3 separate regions of the Hordeum vulgare genome follow, and all the other regions are linked to region 1. A link is a contact called in public Hi-C data. All regions are on one chromosome and are shown on one strand. The core of a region is the stretch at or near the end of the contact, and the rest is flanking DNA. Distances in the headings are between cores, read along the strand shown. Region 1 holds the start of LOC123426634 (arogenate dehydratase/prephenate dehydratase 6, chloroplastic-like). Region 2 holds the start of LOC123426635 (histidinol dehydrogenase, chloroplastic). Region 3 has its middle 19 kb from the start of LOC123430245.

Evidence for each region. Hi-C and Micro-C count contacts between places; a contact is called where the count stands out from the background.
Region 2: a Hi-C map of seedling shows a contact between it and region 1, with 4 times the contacts expected there. The contact joins the promoter of LOC123426635 here to the promoter of LOC123426634 in region 1. A contact is called at or near these places in 3 of 6 Hi-C or Micro-C datasets (leaf and seedling) and 1 of 1 datasets of contacts at active chromatin or transcription factors (embryo).
Region 3: a contact with region 1 is called in a Hi-C map of leaf, with 2.7 times the contacts expected there. The contact joins the enhancer-like site here to the promoter of LOC123426634 in region 1. A contact is called at or near these places in 3 of 6 Hi-C or Micro-C datasets (leaf and seedling) and 1 of 1 datasets of contacts at active chromatin or transcription factors (embryo).

What each region holds. Positions count from the first base shown.
Region 1 is chr2H:455,170,197-455,174,915 of MorexV3_pseudomolecules_assembly, forward strand. It overlaps LOC123426634 (arogenate dehydratase/prephenate dehydratase 6, chloroplastic-like), which reads left to right and starts at 2,172. Exons shown (of 1, transcript XM_045110494.1): 1 at 2,172-3,811. The coding sequence starts at 2,373. The coding sequence ends at 3,617.
Region 2 is chr2H:455,444,859-455,449,577 of MorexV3_pseudomolecules_assembly, forward strand. It overlaps LOC123426635 (histidinol dehydrogenase, chloroplastic), which reads right to left and starts at 2,779. Exons shown (of 15, transcript XM_045110496.1): 1 at 2,626-2,779; 2 at 2,425-2,550; 3 at 2,209-2,321; 4 at 2,069-2,121; 5 at 1,914-1,986; 6 at 1,504-1,605; 7 at 1,327-1,428; 8 at 1,164-1,235; 9 at 1,018-1,080; 10 at 887-928; 11 at 563-622; 12 at 348-458; 13 at 12-182. The coding sequence starts at 2,524.
Region 3 is chr2H:454,909,179-454,913,897 of MorexV3_pseudomolecules_assembly, forward strand. No RefSeq gene overlaps it. Among protein-coding and RNA genes, the nearest start is that of LOC123430245, 19 kb to the left of the region's middle. Within about 2 kb of position 2,828, at least 3 of the 3 cell types and tissues checked have open chromatin away from gene starts, as enhancers often do. A contact at or near this core is called in leaf and seedling, where this site is marked.

The DNA of each region.
Region 1 (4,719 bases), core at 922-3,421:
TCATTAATAATAGTTTCAATGATATATTCGTGCTGATCCACTTGAACTTGCACAACACAATCTTGATGACGATCACCACTTACGTCATCCTTCATGAGTTGTATGAGATCTTCCTTTTGACGCAAGTCCATGGAAGCACACCTACCCCCCCACATAGGAGTCTCACAAAGACCATGGGTTAGTACACAAACACGTAATGGACAATGCTTACCATACCATGGGATCACTTGATCCCTCTCGGTACATCTTATACGCTTTGTGTGTTGATCATCTTGATTTACTCTTTGTCTGAGATCTTGATCAACCTAGTGTCTCTATGACCATTCTTTGGATAATACCTTGAATACCATCTTGGTCATCATATAAACTCCTTGAACCCAACAGATGGACTTCAAGAAGTGCCTATGGACAAATCCTATAAATATAACTTAAGGCAACCATTAGTCCATAGGAATTGTCATCAATTACCAAAACCACATATGGAGATATATGCTCTAACAACAAGCAACATTCCCGCTTAGTACAGGTGAAGGCTAGCAATAGATTTAGAAGAGATCAGCTAGAGAGCGAAAACGGTCATAATCATGCATTATGAATAGTTAACATTGATCATTAGAGTAGGATATTAACACTCTGAATTTAAATATCATGAAGGTTGCATAGGTTTTAAATTAACTACATGTTTGCATATGGGCCAAGTCAAGCCGCTCGAGTCACTCACAGGGAAATACCATACTACCATACCACATCATAACCATTTTTATGCATGTTAACTCATAAGATGAATCAGTATCCACTCCTGGCTATTTAAACATGGTATGAGAAACTATAATCTCTAATTGTCCTCATAAACATGTTTACTCATGATATACTAAATGAAGATCAAACGGGGTAAATATATTTACAAAAATGGAAAACAACAAGAGTTCATACCAGCTTCCTTTGCCACGATCACCTCACCAAATATCGTCGTTATTACCTTTCACTTGCACGACCGAATGATGTAATAATAATGGTAGAGCAAGAGTATCGTGGGCTAAAATGAAATCTGCAAGGTAGTTTATACAAAGGAGAAGACAAGGTAATTTGCGCTCTTTTGTTGGATCAACATTAACGCATATGAGAGCGAGGGGAGGCGCGGGAGAAAGGTTAGCCGATAGCGGTGGCCATGACTTTCTGGGACAACCACCACCAACGAACTTGTGGAGCCAAAGGAGACGGCGAACAACACGCATGGGAAGACCGGATCTTGCCCACCGATCGCCAAAACTGCCGACTATGGGCGCCGCCATCGCCGGGACTACCAGACCCATCGCTCCGCCCAGGAGCACCGCTTAGAAGGGAAGGAGCGACAAGAGCCCCGCCACCGCCGTCCTCGGGAGCCAAGCCGGCTTCGCCGTCGGCTCCCTCACGCGACAGCGTGGAGAATAGAGGAGGAGAGGGCGGTGGCTGCCGAAGTAAAAGTACCTTGTTCTTTGTCTCCTATTACCTTCGATCCGATCTCACAGTTCGGGCCTCCTATGCGAGATCTGTCAGTTTTAACACCGACACAGGACGCATCAAAGGACGCACCAAAAAAAAATGAACCAAATGTCAGTTTGGATATACATAGAATGAAAAAAAATGCTAGACTAAAAAAAGTAAATCAATTACTCCACGCCATGTTTTGTTGTAGGGATTCATCGTCGAAAATCAATACAGAAAAATATCTCCCTACCAAGACAAAAATGCAGAGGAATCTAGATAGGCATCCAGCGCGCAGCAGTCTTCACTGTGCTTGGCACGCACCTGGCGCCGTGATTCGCCGGGCGATCTAAGAAACGACGGCGAAAAGGGGAGGCAGGCGCGCGCGGCTACAAGCCGCCGGCGCACGCGACCACAAGGGAAGGGGGGATGCACGCCACGTTCTCCTTGAGTTTCTTCTACCCCTCGGGACGGCTCAGTTGGTTGGTGAAGCAGGCCAAGACCTTTCGATATATTTACCCGAAAAGATACACATTTTGATTTGACGCTGACCCAACCAACCCCCCATGGTATCAGTCCTGACTCCCGAGTCGTGAATCCGTTGCCCCACGCGTCCCCACCAGGCCACCACACGGTCCACACCAACCCCGCTTCCCTCCTTCCAGCTCAAGCCCGCAACACAAACCAACCAATCGCCACCTATATATCCCCTTCCACCATCCCCTTCCCCTCTCAGCTTCCCCATCGAAGCTTACTCGACTACCAGTACTAGTTTCTTTTAGTTTCTCTCAAATTACCTTTTAGTTACCCGGCGCTATCGGCATCGTTTGTACTACTACTCTACTACCAGGCAGATTTCCAGGCCAAGAAACGGACCAACAGCTAGCTAATCGGTGCCGTTACTGGTCATGGCCGCCGCGAGTTTCATCAAGGCGCCCGCCGGGCAGAATCCCAGGCTGGCAGTCCACGCTCCGGGGAGGAGCGGCCGCGTCGTCAGGTGCTCGCTTGGCGCGGCCGTCGGCGGCCGGACCGAGTGGCTGAGCAGCTGCGCCGTCCTCTCCAGCAAGGTGGCCGCGCTCGGCCCCCACTCCGTCAACGGCCACGCCGCGCCGGCGCCGGCCCCCAACGGCGCGGTGCTCGATTTGATCCCCGTCAGCGGTGTTAACGGCGCCGCCAAGAACCTGCCGGCGCCGCTGCGGATTGCGGACCTGTCCCCGGCGCCGATGCACGGCTCTGAGCTGCGCGTGGCGTACCAGGGCGTGCCGGGCGCGTACAGCGAGAAGGCGGCCGGTAAGGCCTACCCGGGCTGCGACGCCATCCCCTGCGACCAGTTCGAGGTTGCGTTCCAGGCCGTGGAGCTCTGGATCGCGGACCGGGCCGTGCTCCCCGTGGAGAACTCGCTCGGCGGCAGCATCCACCGTAACTACGACCTCCTGCTCCGCCACCGGCTCCACATCGTCGGCGAGGTGCAGCTCCCCGTGCACCACTGCCTCCTCGCGCTCCCGGGCGTGCGCAAGGAGAACATCACCCGCGTCATCAGCCACCCGCAGGCGCTGGCGCAGTGCGAGCACACCATCACCCGCATGGGCCTCAACGTCGTCCGCGAGGCCTTCGACGACACCGCTGGCGCCGCCGAGTACGTGGCCACCAACGGCCTCCGCGACACGGCCGCCATCGCGTCGTCCCGCGCCGCCGAGCTGTACGGCATGGAGATTCTCGCCGACGGAATACAGGACGACTGCGGCAACGTGACCCGGTTCGTGATGCTGGCAAGGGAGCCCATCGTGCCGCGCACGGACAGGCCGTTCAAGACGAGCATCGTGTTCGCGCACGACAAGGAGGGCACCTCCGTGCTCTTCAAGGTGCTCTCGGCCTTCGCCTTCCGCGACATCACGCTGACCAAGATCGAGAGCCGGCCGCACCGCCACCGGCCCATCCGCCTGGTGGACGACGCCAACCGCGGCACGGCAAAGCATTTCGAGTACATGTTCTACGTGGACTTCCAGGCCTCCCTCGCGGAGCCGCGGGCGCAGAACGCGCTGGCCGAGGTCCAGGAGTTCACGTCATTCCTGCGGGTGCTCGGGAGCTACCCGATGGACATGACCCCCATGACCGCTGGCTCCTCCTCCACCGTCACATCGTCCGACTCGTAGCTCCCTGGAGAATCAGTGGAGCAGTAGGGACGTCGGTTAATTTGTGGTCATGTCGTCCCACTCCTCCCTCGTTGGCAGCTGGGGTAATTAGTTTTGTTCTTCGATGTTCTTGTTGTCATAATACCTGTAAAATCGTGCCATTTGAGCCAGTTAATACGCAGTGGAATACTACTCCCTCCATCACAGTTTATAAAGCATGCACATATATTTAGGTCGTCAATTTAACTTATATAAAATACTCACTTCGTTCCAAAATATAAAACCTTTTAGGGATAACATATGGAGCAAAATGAATGAATCTATACTTTAAAATATGTATATGTACATCCGTATGTAGTTTATAGTGCAATCTGAAATGTCTTATATTTTGGAAGGGAGGGAGTACATTGTTTAACATAAAAAATATACCATTAAAAAATAGAACATCTAAAGTTTCTAATGATATATTTTTTATAATATATGACTCTTAGTAAGTTGGTTAAATTGACTATCTAGATACACGTGTCGGACTTATAAACTGAAATAGAAGGAATACTAGTACTCCACTCCACATGAACTCTTCTTTTTTTTTAATCAAAACTCCACATGAACTCATGTCGTTGCCTGTGTCGTCCCGAAACAACTTGTCGGGCGAAAACGAAAGTTGCAAGGAATTTGTGGCTACGTTGACGTGCTGTGGCAAAACAAAGAGGGTGGTAGGTGGCGGGGGCACGTTCGTCCTCGCTCTTGGGCTTTGCTTGTAGCCTTTTGTTTTGGTAGTTAGTTGCACGTCCTCGTGCCTCGTCGTCTCGAACGCATACGCACACACGCACGCACGAACTTTTCTTGGAACTGCAATGGGCACGAACTTTTCTTCGAACTGGAATGGTCAGGGCAACTTTAACGGCCGACCCAAACGGACGGCGATTTTATTCGTTTAGGTCGACCAGGCGAACACGAAAGTCCGCTTCGACGTTTGGATCGAGGCATGTGTCCAACACTGGGTCAATTCATTTTTATCGACGTACATCAAACATGCATAATTTAAACATTAAAAAAGCCGGCTACGAAGGCTGACGAGAGTCCACGCATTACATTATTAATGAAAAAGAAAAAAAACTAG
Region 2 (4,719 bases), core at 1,529-4,028, 280 kb after region 1:
CGAATAATTACCTCAACCATATCTCTGGCAAACACAGTGAAACTGTGGCCAAGTGCTTTGGAAGCAAAGTCTCCTCTAGGAAGAGCATCACACTGCTTGCTAACTTCTGCTTCAATGGCACCTAAATCAACACCATCTCCCGCAATAACTAGCACAACCTGACTATCTGGGCCATGTTCTGCCTACAAGATAGACCAACCAACTGTGATCTAACACATACATTAAAATGATTCGCAAATATCAATATTATCTTATCTTTATCAGTTATCCTCAGGTTTAATGAACAATAGTCAACTCAACCTACACACTCTGGCATTACAGAGCAGAGTAACAGGAAGGGAACATACCTGAGATAGCAGATCAGCGGCAACATGAACTGGGTTGGCATATTTGTCAGCAATTACCAGAACTTCTGAAGGGCCAGCAGGCATGTCTATAGAGACCATAGCTTCGCTGTTCTGCAGTCAAATAAGAATAAGAACCACAAAAAGGAATGCACAGAAAGAAGATGCCGGAAAAGGCAGATACAGGTTATGATTTACACAGAAAGAGCAGAATAGACCTGAAGAATCATTTTAGCAGCTGTGACATACTGGTTGCCAGGACCAAATATTTTCTCAACCTGCCAAGCGAGTTACAAAGATAGAATGAGGAACAATCTTTGCATCTAACGAGTGCACACGCCTACATTTGCATAGACATTTTGAGCAGGTTATGAACTGCAAAGAGCATGATATGACTCCACAGAAGTGCTCAACTCAATGAAGTTTTATTTACAGTCCTTTAACAAGTGCATCTCAATACATTGTACAAGTTTCATGATCAAGACATAAAATGCCCTACGGATTTTGAACAAGTAAATCATAGTGGAATAGATCTTGAGCACCTTTGGGCATGATGCAGTTCCCCATGCCATAGCGGAGATTGCCTGAAAGTAGAGAACATTTAAAATAATTGAAGGACATCGATAACATTGAACTACATAGAAACAAACAATATCTCAAAATATCCTTATACCTGAGCGCCACCAGCTTTTAGTATGTGTGTAACACCAGCTTTCTTGGCACAGTACAAAACCTCCTGCACAAAATAGGAATAATGTTCAGATTTCTTCAATTTCACCTTACAAAAACAGCAGCATTTCCATGCCCCACAAAGCGTACCTTACATATGCTACCATCACGACTAGGGGGTGTGGCAAGAACTACAGTTTTGCATCCAGCAATCTGCGCAGGCTGTTAAAAAAGAGAATCCACATGAGAAATTTAAGACAATGAATAACTGCAGGTATCTTAGTATAGAGTATTTGAATAAACATGAGCATACCACAGCAAGCATCAATGCAGTTGAAGGCAAGACTGCAGTGCCCCCTGGAACATACAGCCCGACAGAACCAATGCATCTAGTTATCCTTTTACATCTCACACCCTTCACAAATAAGCATAAGCATATAGAAAGGCCAAAACGTAAATGGGGGCATCAAAGCATCTCTTATTCTCTTACTTTCATATTCTCCACTGTCTTTTCTGGCGACTTTTGTGAAACATGGAAGGCATAAATATTGTCATATGCCACATCAAAGGCTTCCTTCACAGCTGGATCAAGCTGCAAATTTGATGAAGGTAAGACAGCCAAAATCATCTAGCAAATGAAAAAAAAACATCTGAATCTGGACACAAAATATACTGACATCAGGTGTACTTATTTCTAAGGATTAGAAACATCTGAACGCAAGTAGATAAAACCTAGAATGGAATGGCGAGCTGCAACTGAAGAAATAAGGAACCAAACAAGCCATGTATGATATATCAACATGGCATGTGGAGAGAAAAAACTGAAAATTATCTGCTTGTGACTTCGGTTAAATTAACAAGACAAGTGCAGAACGTAAATGCACATCACAAGATGGGTACCTCTGCATCTGGGAGATCCCTAACACGCACAACAGCATTATCGAGAGTGACCTTGTCAAACTTTTCTGTATAACTGAACAGACCATGTACAACAAAGTAAGAAAAGTTCTGCAATAGGCCATGAACAGAACGTTCAAACAGTACACAACACTTACTCCTTAACCGCAGCATCACCTCTGGCTCGCACATCTTCAACAATCGGATTCACCTAATCCCACAAATCAAAATCCCATGGATGTCAGACTAGGGCACAATTTCAACTCCATACCCATGAATAACCTCACTATTATCTTACCGTGCTGAAAATGGAGGTGAAATCAATGCGAGGGCGCGCCTTGAGGCCGCTAACCTCGGCATCGCTGAGATCGGACAGCCTATAGGACTTCATCGCGCAGCTAACACCCAACACTGAAACAACCAAGTAGGCAAATTACAGTCCAGAGAATCTTATCCAACTAGCTTAGGAACCAAAGGCTAACAACAACAGAATACGCAAGTCAAAAGCTCGCACCTTTGGATTTGGGGACCCCGGAGGAGGCAAGACAGAGCCGGTAACCGCGACCGAGGCTGGTACCGCCGGCGAGCTGAGGCGGAGCGCGCAAGCTGCCCATCAACAGAGCCCGATTCAATTCTGTTTCTGGGGCGTTGGAGAATCAGAAGCATGGGGGAAGATACGCTATGGTTAAGCCGAACGGAAGGTAGGGAGACGAACCGAAACCAAACGGCGGCGGTGAAGGGTTTCTACGGCCGGCGGCAAAGCGACGCTGTGAAGGAGGTCGCCGATGTCCGTGACCGTGGTCTACTGTGCTGAGTGCTCCGGCAAAGGAGGCGCCGTCTCAAGGGATGGGGAAAACGAGAGAGTGGCGGCGCTGGATAGGCCGTAGGTGGCGATGCTTATTTTGATGGGCCGAGCCTAGGCGGCCCGAGTGCTGCCACACACATTTGCAGTTCGGACGGTGGGCTCAACATCTTGGCTCAATCCGGTTGCAAAAACACACTTAAAAATAAGGGAAAAGATTACCATCACCTGGCGGATCGTAGCGTCCCATCCGTCACCTTTCTTGCATGACACACATTCAAGTGAGGACCATACCATCATTCGTCGGACGCGTTGGTGCAACATGGAGTATGTTTTTAAAATATATACGGTGTTGCAATTATTTACAACAGGTTTATGTTTTGCAATAAAATCTTTGTTATGAATTTTTTTATAACAAGACCTCGGTTGTAAAAAAATATCTGCAACAAAAATCTAAGTTATAATTCTTTTATAACAAAACAGTTGTTGCAAAAAAATCTGCAACAAGAAAAATGTTGCAGATATAATTTTGCAACAAGACCTGTGTTGCAATGATTAAGATGCGGCTCGCTCGATGCGGGAAATCTAACTGCTCGCGAGCTGGCTAATATTTCAAAAAGATCAGCCAATGAAGGTGTAACACGCCCCTAAAAATAAATCATTTTTGCTATAAATGTTTTAAAATGTAGTCTTGAAATATAGGAGTGGGGCATTTTCAAGACCGAGCTACACGGAGGCCTTGATTTTTCTATTTTTTAAAATTCAAATTTTTTTAGTTTCAAAAAGATCTGGAGAAAATACACAGGTATACAAGGATGCAATGTGTATGTGTGTAAATTTTCAGATCAAATAACTTCAATTGTAAGCTGCGCAAAAAAACATGGACTTTGAAGATGAACAATGCATATGCTAAAAAGCCCGGATTTACTTTTGTATAGCTCCCATTGAACGTATTTTCACCTGAAAATTTACACACATCTACATCATCTCTCTAGGTTTGAACTATTTTTTTGGCTAAAAATTTACACACATCTACACCTACATCAGTCTAAAAAGCCTGCAATTTTTTCAGAATTTTTCCAAACTATTTTTTTGAGTTTGAAGTTTCATATTAAAACCTCCATGAAGTTCGGCCTCCATTTGGAATTTTCATAAAAGAAAAAAACCTTATAAAATATTGAAATGGGTGAAAACTGACTGATACAAAAGATACATCTACAACATTTTGCGGTGTTTACCCTAACACAATATACGGTCTAGGTTTAGGAGAGTGCATTTTTGGAACATGGATACATTGGAGGACTTTATTTTAAATAGTTTAAAAATCAGATTTAAATTTTCAATGAATAAATCCGAACAGAATTCTACATGATCATATGATTGGATATTATACATGTGTAAAGTTTGGTGATGAAACAAGTAAACATGTGAGCTATACAAAAATGACAAAAAGACAATTTCTTAATAGTGAATAATACATGCATTGTTCATCTTTTTAAATTCATGATTTTATCATTTCTGTGTAACTCACATGGTTACTTGTTTCATCATCAAAATTTTCACATGTGTAACATACATACATATGAACATGTGAAATTGTTTTTAGAATTTTTTGAAACATCAAAATACCATTTTGACACTATTCAAAATAAAGGGCTCCAATGCACCCGTCCATCAAAGTGACTTTTTGCTAGGTTTAGGCTCTTTTTGGCATCGTCACAAAAATAGCCCCATTTCAAACAAGTCTTAGTGGAATATTTACAATTTTTCTCATAGAGTTTACTAGACTCGCAATTATTAAAAAATGTTTTATCTCTGCTCCTAGACATCAACCAACAACCCGCTTTCTTCCCCATAGGAAATATCCATTGTTGCTTTCTCATAATATCTATAGCCAGATTTGAAAAATCCAGCACCTCAAACTTCCGTGGACCCGTTCAGGCATTTGCGCGGAGGCATCTAAACAACCCCTCATATCTCGGACCCGACAACCATATACCTCAAATC
Region 3 (4,719 bases), core at 1,578-4,077, 260 kb before region 1:
GCCGGCGCGAGCGCTAGCGCCGGTCGCAGGGTGACCGCTCGATCTGTACGGGGGACCGTCAGATCTTTCCATGCAACATTTTTATCTCCATGCAACAAATTTCGACGCTATGCAGCATTTTTCGCAACGGTTGCAACAAAAAAATTAATTATAGCAAAAAAAATATCTACATGATCGTAGCAAAAAAACAAAGAAGATGATGCATGGTAGCAAAAGTTAAACGCCGGTTGTAGCAAAAATCTACGTGACGTGTATGCAACTTTTTCAGTGAACGATTGCAGCAAAAAATGATGCCGGTTGTAGCAAAAGTCAAAACGCCGATTGTAGTAAAAATTCAACGAACTCAAGTTGCAACCAAACGTATATACAACTTTTTTATTGTACAAATCTAGTAAATAAAAAACGCTTGTAGCAAATATGAACGTTGGTTGCAACAAATTTACACGAGAAAAAAGTTGCATGAAAAACGTTTGTAACAAAAAAATACACGGTTGCAGCAATTTTTACGAAAAAATGCTGCATACACCTGCCAGCGAACGCGACCCGCGTGCGACCGGCCGAACGATTCGGCCGGCGGACCGGGGGAAACGTTTCCCATTTAAGAGAGTTACTACTCACATTTGGTTGGTAGGATTAGGTAAAGGAATAGAAAGCTTCCAACCGCTTCCGCACTTTTATATCGTCATGTTTTCGTTGATTCCCAATCCCCACTTAAATTAACCGGGGCTTGGGCCTCTTAATTTCCCTTCCCCTTCCTTCCTTAATTCTCATATCCGTGAGACAACTAAAGGATTTTTCGTGTCATTTATCATAAACCCCTGTTCTCAATCTCCAACTCCCTTGAATCAAACACGCTGTCAAGAGTTAAGATGGTCTTATATAACTTTGCTTTTTTTATGGTGTGCTTTTTACATGTGTTTGTGTTGGTTATGTGCATCATAATTATGTAGAGACCTCGTATGCTCATTGTGTTCATATCCTCTTGATGCTCTATTTTAAGCAAATAAAATTTATCATTTATTAGAAAAAAAAACTAACATGGCCACCTCACATGCACGCATGCATATTGCATGAATAGGGCCTTCAAAAATTTATCAACGACTAAACCATGCATAAATTAAATAAAACATGCATATAAATCGCCAATCAAACGGGCGGTTAAGGCATATCCCGTGTGGAGAAGAATTGTATCCCCTCTTTTTGGTGGAGTATCAAGATTCAAAAGCAACTACATATTGATAGACACGACCTAACCCTCCCACGCCGCGCCCGCGAGGCGACGAGAAGGGACCTTAGATCTCCGCCGCTGGTCGCCACCTCCTGCCTTTCCCTCCCTCGCCGTCGCTTTAGGGCGCGGATGGGCGAAGCCCGACCGGCGAGGGTGGCGGCCAGGCGTCTTCTTCCCCTCGGGCGACGAGGCGATGCGGGCGGTCCTCCTCGAGCCTGGGCGTGGCACAGGGCGCCGCGGCTCGCTGGCGTGGGGTGCATGCGTGGGTGATGTGCCGGCATGGAGAACTTCTTGACGGCGATGACCCGGGACGACATCCCTGGATGGTGGGGGTAGGTGAATCCCAGGCCTTCGCGTCGACATGGCATGGCGATGTTCGTGTCGAAGGTGGATCTGCGCCGGCGATCTGGTGACTTTGGCTCCAGATTAGATTGGATCAACGACGACGCCGAGCGTGCGGGATTCCTCTCGACGGCTCTTGCGGTTGGCGAGGTGGGGTGGCAGCCCTCTTCCTAGGCTCAAGTGGCGGCACACACATGCAGTGGCCGGTGTGCGAGGGCTCTCACGGTGGTAGTACGGTTGTGGATGGTCGCCGGATCTAGATAGCGATATCTGGGGCTTTGAAGGCGGTCTACACGGTGCACATGTTGTCGGTTGGATGTTCGTGGGACAGATCCAGGTGAAAACCTGGTCTCTGACCGGTGGTCAGAGCCGGTGATGGTGACGCCCTCGGCGTTGTTTCCTTCTTGAAGGAATCATCGAGGTGAAGCTCTCAACTCCTTCTGCTACCTCCGGGGAAAATCCCAGATTAGTCGATAGGATGACAGTGGCGCATTTGTGTCGTTCCCTCCTTGGGGTGGCATTCTTGGAGGTGTGCATTGTCTTGAGGGACCAGTGGACGGTTCGAGTGGTGGAGCGGCATTCCATGTGATGCATCGACGGCGTGGAGTCTCAGCGGCATGGCTCGGCAAGGACTTGGCGACATATGTGTAATGATGAACGTGCACGGGGAGGAGGCGTTGTCTGGCGCCGTGGGGCGTCGACGAAAGGCCTCGCAAGGTTGATGCATTAGTACCTGCTCTGAAGATGGATGAGTGAAAAATGGCGGCAACGACCTATGAGTGCGTTGTCGGACTGGTTTGCGTCCCGAATCCAGTATTTGCTTGGTTGGGGCATCCGGTTTTAGATGTTAGGCATATGTGCGATGTTTGTTTGTTATTAGGTCACTATCGGCATCCCTTCATCAAGTGGATATGAATAGCAAAAGATATTGCTAAGATGACGACTTCAGACTTTCTGATATACTGCAAATAATTAATAAAATGGCTGTATGCATTTTTAACATAAAGAGAACGGTAGTTGGACGATACAAAATTGCGTGGACGCCAGATAACTTAAGCAGCAACACAAGTACACGATGGAGCAGTGCGTAGTGAGTGCAGGCTTGTGGCTTTAGCTCTGCCGTGGGGCTGTGGGCTCGATCGCCGGTGGTAGTTAGCCGCCCGGCCGTTCCATAGGACGAACACGCGCCACGTATCACTGCAGTGGCGAGCTTCCTGGTGTGAGGGCGCGCACCGGAGCATATAGCCAGTCGCGTCCTGCCATGAGCTAGCTTGGCTGGCCGTCTGCTGAGCTTTCCGGCAGCGACCTGACCCCGCATGCCTCGCTGTCTCGACCGGCCGTCTCTCCGACGTGCATTAAAGTAGCTCCGACCTCTTAGTATGATTGCTAAGCCCTTCGTATGCGGCGACCGCACTGTTCTCACCCGCAAAAAAGGGCAACCACACTGTTCTTGCTCGGTCGGTCGTTGGGTCGTGTCAGATGGTTTTGTGCGTTCTCATCGGCACCGGCTGAGGCTGGTGAGGGCATCTTCAATAATCGTAGGATCATTATTGATAAAATTACTACATAGATAATTTTGATGGCATGACGTATAATAAAAGAAGAGAGAGAATGACGTTGTATGAACTTGAAGCAACGGTTCACGCACAAGCTCCGAGGCAAACAAGATTATTTCTTCAATATTTAGTGAACCCCTTAGTTATTTTACATACGATTAACATACACTTCATTGAAGAACTTGTATGATGTGCTGTTGGTTGTTGACGTGGACACTTATACCAACGATTGAACATACGAACTGTTGGAGATGCTCTGATAGTGGGAAGTATACAGGGGGTGTTTGTTTCATGGACTTTTTTATGTAGGGACTAAAAAAATTCATTTTAGTTCCATATGAAACAAACAGGATGGACTTTTAGAGATTAAAATGGGGTATTTGAAACTAAAGGAAGAATCCCTATAAGAAGGTCTTTTTGAGACTTTTTGTCACTTTTTCAACAGTGCCCCTACTTTTAGCATGTCATTTAATAACTTTTAGTATATTATTAGGGGTAACATGATCTTTTTGTATGTCATTTAATAATCTCTAGTCCCTCTTTAGTCCATGAAAACAAATGGGTAGAGACTAGGAATTTTTTTATTTGGGACTAAAAAAAGTCCTGAGACTTCTGAAACAAACAGGGTCATAGTAGTGTCATGCATATGGAGAATGGCGTTTTGGAGGCCGAGCTCCATGAAGGCCTTTATTTTTGAAAAATTCAAATTCAAATTTTTATGGTTCAAAAAATTCTGAAAAAAATGCATGTATGTAAGGATGTAACCGACATGTGTGTAAAATTTCAGGTCAAAATACTTTAAAACGTGATCTGTACAAAAAAGACAAATTCATGGTCTGAAATGATGAATAGTAACATGTGTTAAACAGCCTCAGATTTGTCTTTTTTGCACAGCCCTCATTTCAACGTATTTTTTTTCTGAAAATTTACACACTTGTGTATTATACCTTCATTTATCTATGTATTATTTTTTTCAGAATTTTTTGAAATATTAAAATACGAATTTTCACTGAATTTGAAATTTGAATTTAAAGGCCTTCAGTGAGCTCGGGAGCCAAAAGCAATATTCGCATGCATATGATACTATTATATGATACTACCTTTATAATGCATAGTATCATAAATTAGTATTATAGATGACCTCATTTATTGACATGCATGACACATAGTAGCATATCATTTAACATGTTATGTTATCTACCTATGTTACTATAATTCTTTTTTTTAATTATCTGCCACATCATTCCAAATATATGTTACGTTCCTCCCACTATAACTCCCACTATAACAAGCCTGAGTGGCTCCACTCGACGTCCAACTGTCCAAGGCCGAAAAGGCGAAAACAAACTTCACCTCTCTCGATCTCAACCTGGATAGAGGTAGGTCATGGTTTTTCATTAATATTGAGGTCGGGCATGTTTTAGAACACGCAGTCGTGGCATGCGGGAAAAAGATGGGAATGAGCGACGTGATCACTACTCGAGGTCGTGGCAGGTGGAAAATTTTGGGAGTGGACGACTTTAATCACTAATCGCTTGCTGCACAGAGCTAAAAATTCCATTGTAAGGGAGACTAAGGTTAATCATGTATGAA